Regions from separate parts of the Mus musculus genome. Here region 1 is linked to region 2. The links are chromatin contacts, called in public HiChIP or PLAC-seq maps. All regions are on one chromosome and are shown on one strand. The core of a region is the stretch at or near the end of the contact, and the rest is flanking DNA. Distances in the headings are between cores, read along the strand shown.

The links. HiChIP or PLAC-seq counts read pairs in DNA pulled down with a chosen protein or histone mark.
Region 1: a contact with region 2 is called in an H3K27ac HiChIP or PLAC-seq map of microglia, with 4 times the contacts expected there. The contact joins two enhancer-like sites. A contact is called at or near these places in 2 of 39 promoter capture datasets (both in embryonic stem cells), 1 of 15 datasets of contacts at CTCF or cohesin (large pre-B cells), 16 of 484 Hi-C or Micro-C datasets (embryonic stem cells, palatal mesenchyme, trophoblast stem cells and 1 more), 6 of 115 datasets of contacts at active chromatin or transcription factors (the HPC-7 cell line, double positive thymocytes, embryonic stem cells and 3 more) and 3 of 9 other capture datasets (adipose tissue, embryonic stem cells and liver).

What each region holds. Positions count from the first base shown.
Region 1 is chr11:101,044,243-101,048,556 of GRCm38.p6, reverse strand. Atp6v0a1 (ATPase, H+ transporting, lysosomal V0 subunit A1) reads right to left here. Exons shown (of 22, transcript NM_016920.4): 17 at 3,934-4,041; 18 at 32-139. Among named protein-coding and RNA genes, the nearest start is that of Mir6928, 16 kb to the right of the region's middle. Within about 2 kb of position 1,911, at least 32 of the 459 cell types and tissues checked have an H3K27ac peak or open chromatin away from gene starts, as enhancers often do. A contact at or near this core is called in the HPC-7 cell line and microglia, where this site is marked.
Region 2 is chr11:100,823,513-100,828,298 of GRCm38.p6, reverse strand. The region is part of intron 1 of Stat5b (signal transducer and activator of transcription 5B); the gene reads left to right. Among named protein-coding and RNA genes, the nearest start is that of Stat5b, 25 kb to the left of the region's middle. Within about 2 kb of position 1,493, at least 56 of the 459 cell types and tissues checked have an H3K27ac peak or open chromatin away from gene starts, as enhancers often do. A contact at or near this core is called in the HPC-7 cell line and microglia, where this site is marked.

The DNA.
Region 1 (4,314 bases), core at 662-3,161, 220 kb before region 2:
AGGAGAGGAAGCCCGCGCCCCCGGCTCTTACCTCTTCTGCGTCCTCTGAATGGGTGGAAAGCTGGTCATGCTGAATAATTTCAGCATCCTCCTCTGTCGGTCCGTTGCCCACCCTGATCCCACCAAAGTTGAGAGTTCCCTACACAGACGAACAGAAAGAGCAGTATTTGCCTGGGCTTTAATGCGGCACTCTGTGAGGTGGGGAAGGGTGATGGTTAGTTCATACGATCCTCAGAAAGGCATACATCCTATCAACAGAAGCAGTGGCCACCAAAGGGACAAGCTACATAAAAACAAGTAACTGTCCCACCCCAGCCACCACCACCACTCTGGACCCCACGAGTGGCAGCCCTGTCTTTTACCACCTCCTCCGGTCACACCAAGATAAATCAACCTTGCCTTGGTCAATGCTCACAGAGTTCTGCATGGGTGAGAAGCTGAGCATGAACACTCTCACAATGAACACAGCTAAGCTGTAAAGTCTGAGAGGGCCTGAGTGTTGCTGGAACTGAAGATGAGGCTTTCCAAGTGCAGTGTGGGGGTAGGGATGGCAGTGGGTGACATGATACGTATACCCTGCTCTGACAGGCTTTCAACAGGAGCCCAAGAGTTCCAGCAACATCTACCAGAAATATACCAGGCCCGTGTAGGAACAAAGAGCTACCCAAGGTCTTGGAAGAACACAAAACAAAACATCACAACATCCTAACAGTCACTCATTTGTGGCTAAAGAATTCTGAGTTTTAAAAACGTAAAGTAAGGCAGATCCCTTTCCATCAGAGGGTTCTGGTACAGTGAAAGGGACTGAGGAAGCAGCCCCTGGACCACTTCCTGTGAGTTCTATCAACCCAAAGCTGGAGGACTGCCTGCCTGCAGCGTGACTGCTCCAGTAAGCTTGAACAATGTGGAGACAGGGCTGGGAACTTCCCTGTGGCTCCCTTCCTTAGCTTTAGCTTTTGGGGAACCTCTTTTACTACAACTCGCTGGCCAGTTCAGACCCCAAGGTTTATTTATTATTGGGGTAGACTCCCCTTGTAGCATCAGTCAGTCTTACAAGGCTCACAGAAAAGGCCACGGGAGGAGCTCTACGGAAGCTACCTTGTTTGAGACAGGGTTTCTCTGTGTAGCCCTGGCTGTCTTGAAACTCATTTTATAGACCAGGCTGGCCTCGAACTCAGAGATCTGCCTGCCTCTGCCTGGGACTAAAGGCATGCACTACACCCAGCAATGTTAGGTACCATAAAAAGATTGCCTCTAAGAAGACAACTCTATTAAGAAACACTGAGAGGCAGAAGATTGCTTCAGTTTAAAATAGGTCCCGAGACATGGCTCTCCTTCTAGGTATGCATATTGTTTACTTGTGTCTCAGTAGATGACAGATATGTGCTGAAGGCAAAGACTCCACCTGATAACAATGTCCTGGAGGAGGAGGGTAGGGGGCAGGGCACTGAGACTTCTTGGTTAGTATAAAAGTTCTCTCTCTCTCTCTCTCTCTCTCTCTCTCTCTCTCCCCCCCCCCCCTTCAGTTCATGGGATTAGGGGTCACTTTTGCCTTTTCCTTCCTCTCACCTGTTTTAATGCCCATGTTCAAAGTTTACTAGGTGATTCAGATCTGGGAAATCACTGAAGTAAGCACTTCCGGTCAGGCTCAAATGTCGCCTAACTACCTTCAGAAGGGGGGCTTTAAGCATTATAAAGGGCATGGGGCCGGAGCGGGGAGACTCCATTGTATCTTGGCCTGGGTCTTACAGGGCAGAGGAGGAAAGCGTCCGAATTCAAAATCCCCCAAACAGAGTCCATCTCCCTAAGACTTCCCTAGCCAGAAGAAGTGAGAACAGACAGGTCAGACCTCCTAACCCGACTCTGACGAGTACCCTGCACGGCTCAGGAAACAAGAGTTACAGGAAGGAAATGAGAGACACACCAGCAAAGACAAGAAAAGAAATGCTGAGCTGTGACAACGCCACTCAAGGAGACAACGGAGGAGACAAGAAGCAGAGCAGGAGCAGATACGTGGGGTCAAGGGTCAAGGGTCCTTCTTGGAGTGTGGTCACCTTGATGCTGTTGGGCTGCTCTCCAGCAAGAGATTCAGCTAGGGACACAGCTGAGCAGACGCCATGAGTGGGAGAGCTTCCAGATGAGGAGGGGTTACTGTGGAGCTCAGCATGGAGGATGGAGTCACACTCAAAAGGCATCGAGAACAATGCAAGAAAAAAGCAAGGACAAAGCAAGAAAAGATGATGGGGAAAGAAAATCAATGCTGGGCAGTGTGTTCCTCAACTTGAAAATAATTTCACACAGCGAGATTAAAATTTTGTCTGGCATAAGCATGCATTCCCCTTAAAGCGGTGTATGCTAACAGAACAATCCTGACCTGCGAGATTGAAAATCTCGGATGTGAGGCTGCATAGACACAGTGCACTCTAAGATTCTGGTAAAATGATGTCAAATGTCTGACATTCAAAGTGCTGTCACTGAATTGTAGGTACAGAAGAAGTGAGGGTCTAGACAGATGGCTCTGGCAGATGTGCAGCACGCAGGGTGGCTCAGGAAATCAGCTGAAGAAACAAGACCTTCTGTGTCCCAGTTAGGGAAAGAGATACAGACCTTCTCTAAAGACTGAACTCCCAAAACAAGGACAAGGATCCCTTAAAGAAGGGCTTACAAGCACAAAGAACAAAGACATCAATGAAAGAGTCCAAGCCCCTCTTGTCTCCATGCTGAAAACCCACCCCACACACGATCACAGGATACAGACACAAAAGTGGATGAGCCCAGAAGCTGCCGTCTTGGAGTAAGATGATGGGACTCGAAGAGGGCCACTTGGCTCCTGAAGATAGGATTGTACTTACACAACCAAACAGAAACTTAGCAGGCCAATGGTAAAAACGATACCTGATCTATTCCTAAGAGGCAGATGGCTCCTCTGTCATGGTCTCAGTGAGCACACATGCCACGCTCTCAACAGCATTAAAAAAGAATTCACCTGCACTGTCTGCCACCTCTTTAAACAAACATTTTGCTTTGTCGGAGTTAAGTGACTCACTGTTGCAGCCGGTGCTGCCTCTAGTCCCTGTTGGCTCGGGGTTGGTGTGACTGGGGCCTCCACGGGTTGCCCTTCCTGATAGTGAATGGGAGAGAAGAAGGGAGAAGAGAACGAGAGAGGGATGGGGAGAGGGAGGGGAGACGAATGGAGGGCACATGAAAGGATGAAGATGGTCAGAAAAGGGAGAAGGAGGGTCTTGTAACTCAGCTGCTCTCCAACGGAGGGATCATCTCACAGCCATGGGACTCATGCAATAAGATCTCTTGGGTTTTCCCGGGCAATGCAGTAAGCATTATGGGATAGCCAGAAATTACACGCAGTATCGAACATTTGGCAAGCTTAACTTTGTGTGTCTGTGTGTAGAGTCGGTATACACACATCTGTTAAGTAAACACCTGTGTGTATATATGCTGCTTCTTAGAAGAAGAAGAAACAAAAAAAAAAAAAATCAGTGTGCTTTAAGTCAGATCCTTTCCAGGTGTGTCAGTTGGTGAAAGCGTCATAGTTTCATTAAAAAAAATATGTCTTTGGGTCAGTCCTGTGGCTGCCCAGGCAAACCACACGAGTGAGCTCACTGTCTGCAGCTCTCCTAACCTTGATATTTGGCTGATGCCGCATCTAGACGTGTGGGCCCAGGGCTGGCCTCTGCTGCCGAGAGCGTGACAAAAATCACGACCAGGAAAGGTAAAAACATAGTGATTTATTCTCTCCGATCCAGGTGTCTCTGACGTTGGCAGGCCCGGGGTTCATGCTCATATGTAACCCAAATCCATAACGGAACACATGCACGTGTGCACAGTTAATTACATCCTCTAAGGCGCTGCCTGGATCTTAGGCGAGGAAAAAGTCTAAAGTCTAGTAACCTTCAGCCACAGACAGACACTCACCAAATGCTTCTTCCTCAGGTACTGATGGCGAAGGATCAGCGGCTTAAACAGAAGCATCCAAGGGACGCAGAGCATCGCCACCACGATGAGGAAACACTGAATTCCTTTCTGCAAAGTAAGAGACAACAAAGCCCACCAGTCAAACAGACTGTTTCCAACAGCAGCACACATTTTCCCCCCAAACAATAGATCCTTATTGGTCTACGACTATTTCTCTAAGTAATGAGCTGGCACCAGGACAAACCCAGTAAGTGTCCCATCAAATGGTAGTTCTAAATTATGCCCCCTTTACTCATCTAATTGTTCGAGACATGATCTTACTATGTAGCTCACCCTGGCTTGGAATTCACTAGGTAGCCCAGGCTTGAGTGCTCAGGTTAC
Region 2 (4,786 bases), core at 244-2,743:
CACAGAGTCCAGAGTGTGAAAGTGAAGGCTGGGATGTCTGTAACGTTCTTAGAGCTACACCAAGGAGGGGAGGAGATAGTCTTGGAGAATGATTTGAAAAGTTACCTGTGTGCTAAGTGCACTCGGGGATGGAGGTAGGGGAGGATCAGGAGTTCAAGATCAGCCTTCACGACATAGCAAGTTCAAAGCCACCCTGTGCAACATGGAACCCTGACTTTCAAATAGAATCTTGTTTTCTTTGGTGCTTGGGATGGAGCCCAGGGTCCTGCGCTCTCCTACCACTGAGCTACATCTCAGCTTCTGGTTCTGAACTCTGTGTGTGTGTGTGTGTGTGTGTGTGTGTGTGTGTGTACAAGTGCATGTGTGTGTGCGCCTGTGTGGAAGGCATAGATGATCAATCTCAGGTTTTTTCAGGAGTTGTCCACCTTCTTTTCCTTATTCTGTGTTCCTGTGTGTGTGTGTACATATATGTACATATGTGTGCGTGTGTATGTATATGTAAAGACAGGAGGTAATTGTCAAGTACCATCCTTGATTGTTCTTCCACCTTAATCCTTGAGACAGGATCTCTCACTAAACCCAGAGTTTGAAGATGCTGCTAGTCTTTCTGGCTAGTTTGCCCTGGGTTATCTCCATCTCCCAAGGCTAGAATTACAGATGGCCCCTATGCATCTGGACATGTATGCGGGCTCTGGGGATATGGACGTGAGTCCTCTCTATTGTGTGGCCAACACTAACCATTGGGCAAGCTCCCAAATTGTTTATCTAGACAGGGTCTCTTACTGGCCAGAAAGCCTCGGGGAGCCACCTGTCTTAAATCCCAGTCCCCATGGCTGGCATTCTAAGCATGGCTTTTTGTGTGGGTGCTGGGAATCAAACTCAGGTCCCTGTGCATGTTCAGAAGGAAGCTGTCTCTTCAGTCTCTGACTGTGGACTAGATTTATTTAATTATGTGTGTCTAAATGGTTTTTGCCTGCAGGTGTGTATGTGTGCCTGGTCAGAAGAGGGCATGGGATCCCCAGAACTGGAGTTAAGACAGTTGCAATCTATTATGTGGGTGCTGAGAATTGAAGCCAGGTCCTCTGCAAGAGCAACAAGTGCTCTAAACCACTGAGCCATCTGCTCAGCCCCAGGCTCTGCAGTCTCAACCAGAGCTCTGAACATAAGCTGTGCTGGGGTGCTTTCTTCCCTTTGTCCTCCGTTCATTTACATCAGGTAGACCCATATTGCCTGCCTTGGCCCTGTTTCTCAGCCTGTAAAACATTAAGGCCAACAGTTCAATCCAGAGCCATAAATGTCTCGACTGAAGCCAATGGGATGTGCCTTTAGAGGTCCATTTTTATGGTGTTTTCAAACACAGCTGCTAAGGTACCAGAGATAGAGCGAGCACCCGACGGTGAACGCTTAACCGTACTCGGGTCATCCTGGAACAGTGAAAAATCGCATTGAGGAGCTCAGTGGCACTGGTACCCTGGGAGCATCCTCCCACCCTTCCTGTTTAAAGAGGAACTGGCATCTATAGCCGTTACCGCCCCACCCCCACTTCTCCCAGATTTAGATTGCATGTGTGTATAAAGTTTACCAGCCACAAATAGGTTCTGTTCCCCCACTCCTTGTTATAGGGCCTTTTTTTTCTGTTCAATATGCTTTTATTGGCACCTCCTCTGGTGTTCTTTACAGCAGTAGCTAATTAGTGACAGCTTTTAAGCAAGCAGCTTGTCATTTTTGGCAGGGACAGGGGACATCTATAGCTAAGTATACCATACTCGATGGAAATACATCTCGAATCTAAAAGGCGTCTGTAGTCAAAGGTGGCTGCTCCTACTGAAATATCTAAAGTTGGCATGGTGTGCTGAGATGGCGAACTCTCAGGGGGTGGGGGGGATGATTACATGGGTTCTGTGTGTGACAGGTGTCACTGTGAGCCCTGAGTCATCCTCCAAACCTTCATCTGCACTGGGGATGTCAGACCTCGTCATGTTGTTTTGGCATAGTAATAAATCTCTCTGGGTGGCATTTAGTGGCAAGCATGGTGACCGAGGAGTGTGCTGTTGCTGTTGGCGAATGCCGTGCCTACCATTTATGCTCAGCTTCTTTCTCACAGTGTCATTAAAGGAACCGGTTTCGTTTGCTTGGAGATGAAGGGAATTTTCTTGAGGCTTCAAGCTCAGCTCAGCGTTCTCGCAACCCATGTCATTCTTTTCCTCTGGAGTCACGGCCGTGAGGTGTTAGCTCTATTTTCCAAACTTGTCACGATGTTTATGGATGGTTCATCTATTGATTAACGCTAACGATGAGTCAAAACCTCCGTCAGAGTTTCTATAAAATGTGATTCACTCCCATTACTCCTCTAATAAGGATACAAATAATGTGTTAAAAATAACACATTGAAGAAAATAATTGGCCTGCTGGCTATTCCTCTCAACTTGGTTCCCTTTGTGACATGGAGATCCGCTGAAATGATATGTAATACTCAATTACCAAATACCTACCATGTACCGAGCGGAGTGAGGGGTAAGCTGGAACTCTAGAGTGGTGGTGCAGTCTGTCTGTTCAAAATGAGGTGCTCAAAATGATGAAAGACACAGCACTGTCGAGGTCCCGTTTCCCACTGAGGCGTGAAAGAGTACAGGGGACATCTTTCTTAGGAGCTTGATATTGTCAGATGTCCTCGCTCTCAGTTCCCCGTTTTGCCATGTCATGCATAAGGGACAATCCAGAAGTTGTCTTCCATTATCTGCTTCTTTATAGCATGGCATGGTAAACTCTGAGGATTCTTGACACTCATATTTAAAGCACACGGAGATAGCAACAAAGTTACTTCTACCATCAGTATTTAGCAGCACAGGAACTTACTCCTTCTCTTTGGTTTCAGGTGCCCCAGCTTTAGATAAATGGAAGTTAAATTATTGCTATTGTATGAACAGTTTCCCAGGTGGATGCCCAGCTTCAGCCCCCTAAACCAGCCAGTCCTATCCTGCCCCCTGGGATAGTTGGTGGGTTGTTTTGTCATTGGTGTGAGTGACTGTCCCTTTATGAAAGCCAGAGCTGAGCATGACCTGGGATTAGTGTTGGCGATGAATAGCAGTGCAGCTGACAGGCATCCGAACACACCTCACTGCCCATTTTGACCCAGGAGCTGTCTGAGACCGAAGTATTAACCTCACCAGAGAGCTGCCCTCTCACGGGATGGTCCTCCTTTTGTTTACCTTCACAACTCCAAGCCTTTAGCTGACTTCTGATTGGTTCAGAAAGATGAAGATGCACCAAACTCTCCTCTGGCTTCCTCCAGTTGTACTTGAAGGCTCCAGAAAGACCTGATTTAAAGCTTTCTTTTGGGTTGGGTCTCTTTGGAAGTTGCACTCTGGGATAATTTATTCTATAGCTTTTACTCTAAAGCACCCTCAAGACAAAGAACTACTTTGGCTAAATGAGGATTTTTTTTTTAATTTAAAAAATAGTGTGTGCACGTGCGTGTGCGTGCATGTATACATGCATGTGTGGATGTCAAAGAATAACTGTAAGAGTCAGTTTCCTGTTTCCACCTTGTGGGTCCCAGGAATCAAACTCGGGTTGTCAGGCATGATGGCAAGTGCCTTACTTACTGACTCATCTCGACTGCCCTTAACTAAGTGAGGATTTTTAATGAGCAAAGATGTGAGGCTGGGCGCATGCTCTCAGAAGGTCTGAGGCCTCTTAGGGAATCTGAGAGCCCTAACTCTGAAGCCTGTTGCCTCACCTGTAGCATAGTGACACTATTAGAGACACCACGGGTGTTCTTGAGAGACTTACTGAGGAACATGCAGCGCACACAGGTGTGTGTGTGACATGTGGCAATACCTCCGTGGTATTTTTTCATTCCTTCTGCTCCTAGAACCACTGTTTCTCCTGCTAGCTTTCTCCCCTGGGTGCAAAACCCCTGCTGCTGTAAAGCAGAGACAAAAAGGAGTGGAAAGTAAGAAGCTTGCTTTGTGTCAGACATGAAACAGTTTCTAGTGTGCAGCTTAATTTAGCCTATGTAACAAGTTTTTCACGCCAGGAGCTCTCAGTTGTCTTCATCTCGAGCTGGGTGTTCTGAGTCTGGGGTTAAGTACTCCATCATCAAAGCCCAGCTTCTGTGAGGACTGCCTCCCACAAAAAGCCTGCTATCTCTGTTGCCACCACAACCTGAGAGAGAGTAGTTAGAAACCACACGGAGCTGATGGCATGCCATGTGAGCATCTCAGAGGGACTTGTCACGTGTTCTTTTCTTTTCCTCTGTGTGTGTGTGTGTGTGTGTGTAGGTCAGAAGACAACTGTGTAGCATTCTTTTTTGTTTGACAGGGTCTCTCCCAGGCCTGGAAGCTCCTCAAATAGGCTATATTATCTGGTTAGCAACCGTGTGTCCACCTCCTGTCTTCCCATTGCTGAAATTAAAAACACTCATAGCTATGGGGGTCTAGGGATTTGAACTCAGATTCTCACACTTCCTAGACAAGTTCTTTACCAACTGAGCTATCTCCCCAGTCTAGCCCATCAACATTTTCTTGCAAGACATATGTAGACATTTAAAACCTTCATTTTTCTTCCTTCTCCTTTGCACGAGGAAGGATCTTATCTTGCTGCCTCTAGGAGAAGCGAATGCAGACTCTCCTATAGTTTGGTGCAATTTTAATTTACAGAAGTCTATGCCAGAATACAATGCTATTGGGGTGGGGCACTAAAATCTTCAGCGTCATTTTAAGCATTTGGAATTACTATCTGAAGAAGACCTTACTTGTCTTTTTGCTCGTCGTTTTAGTGGTCT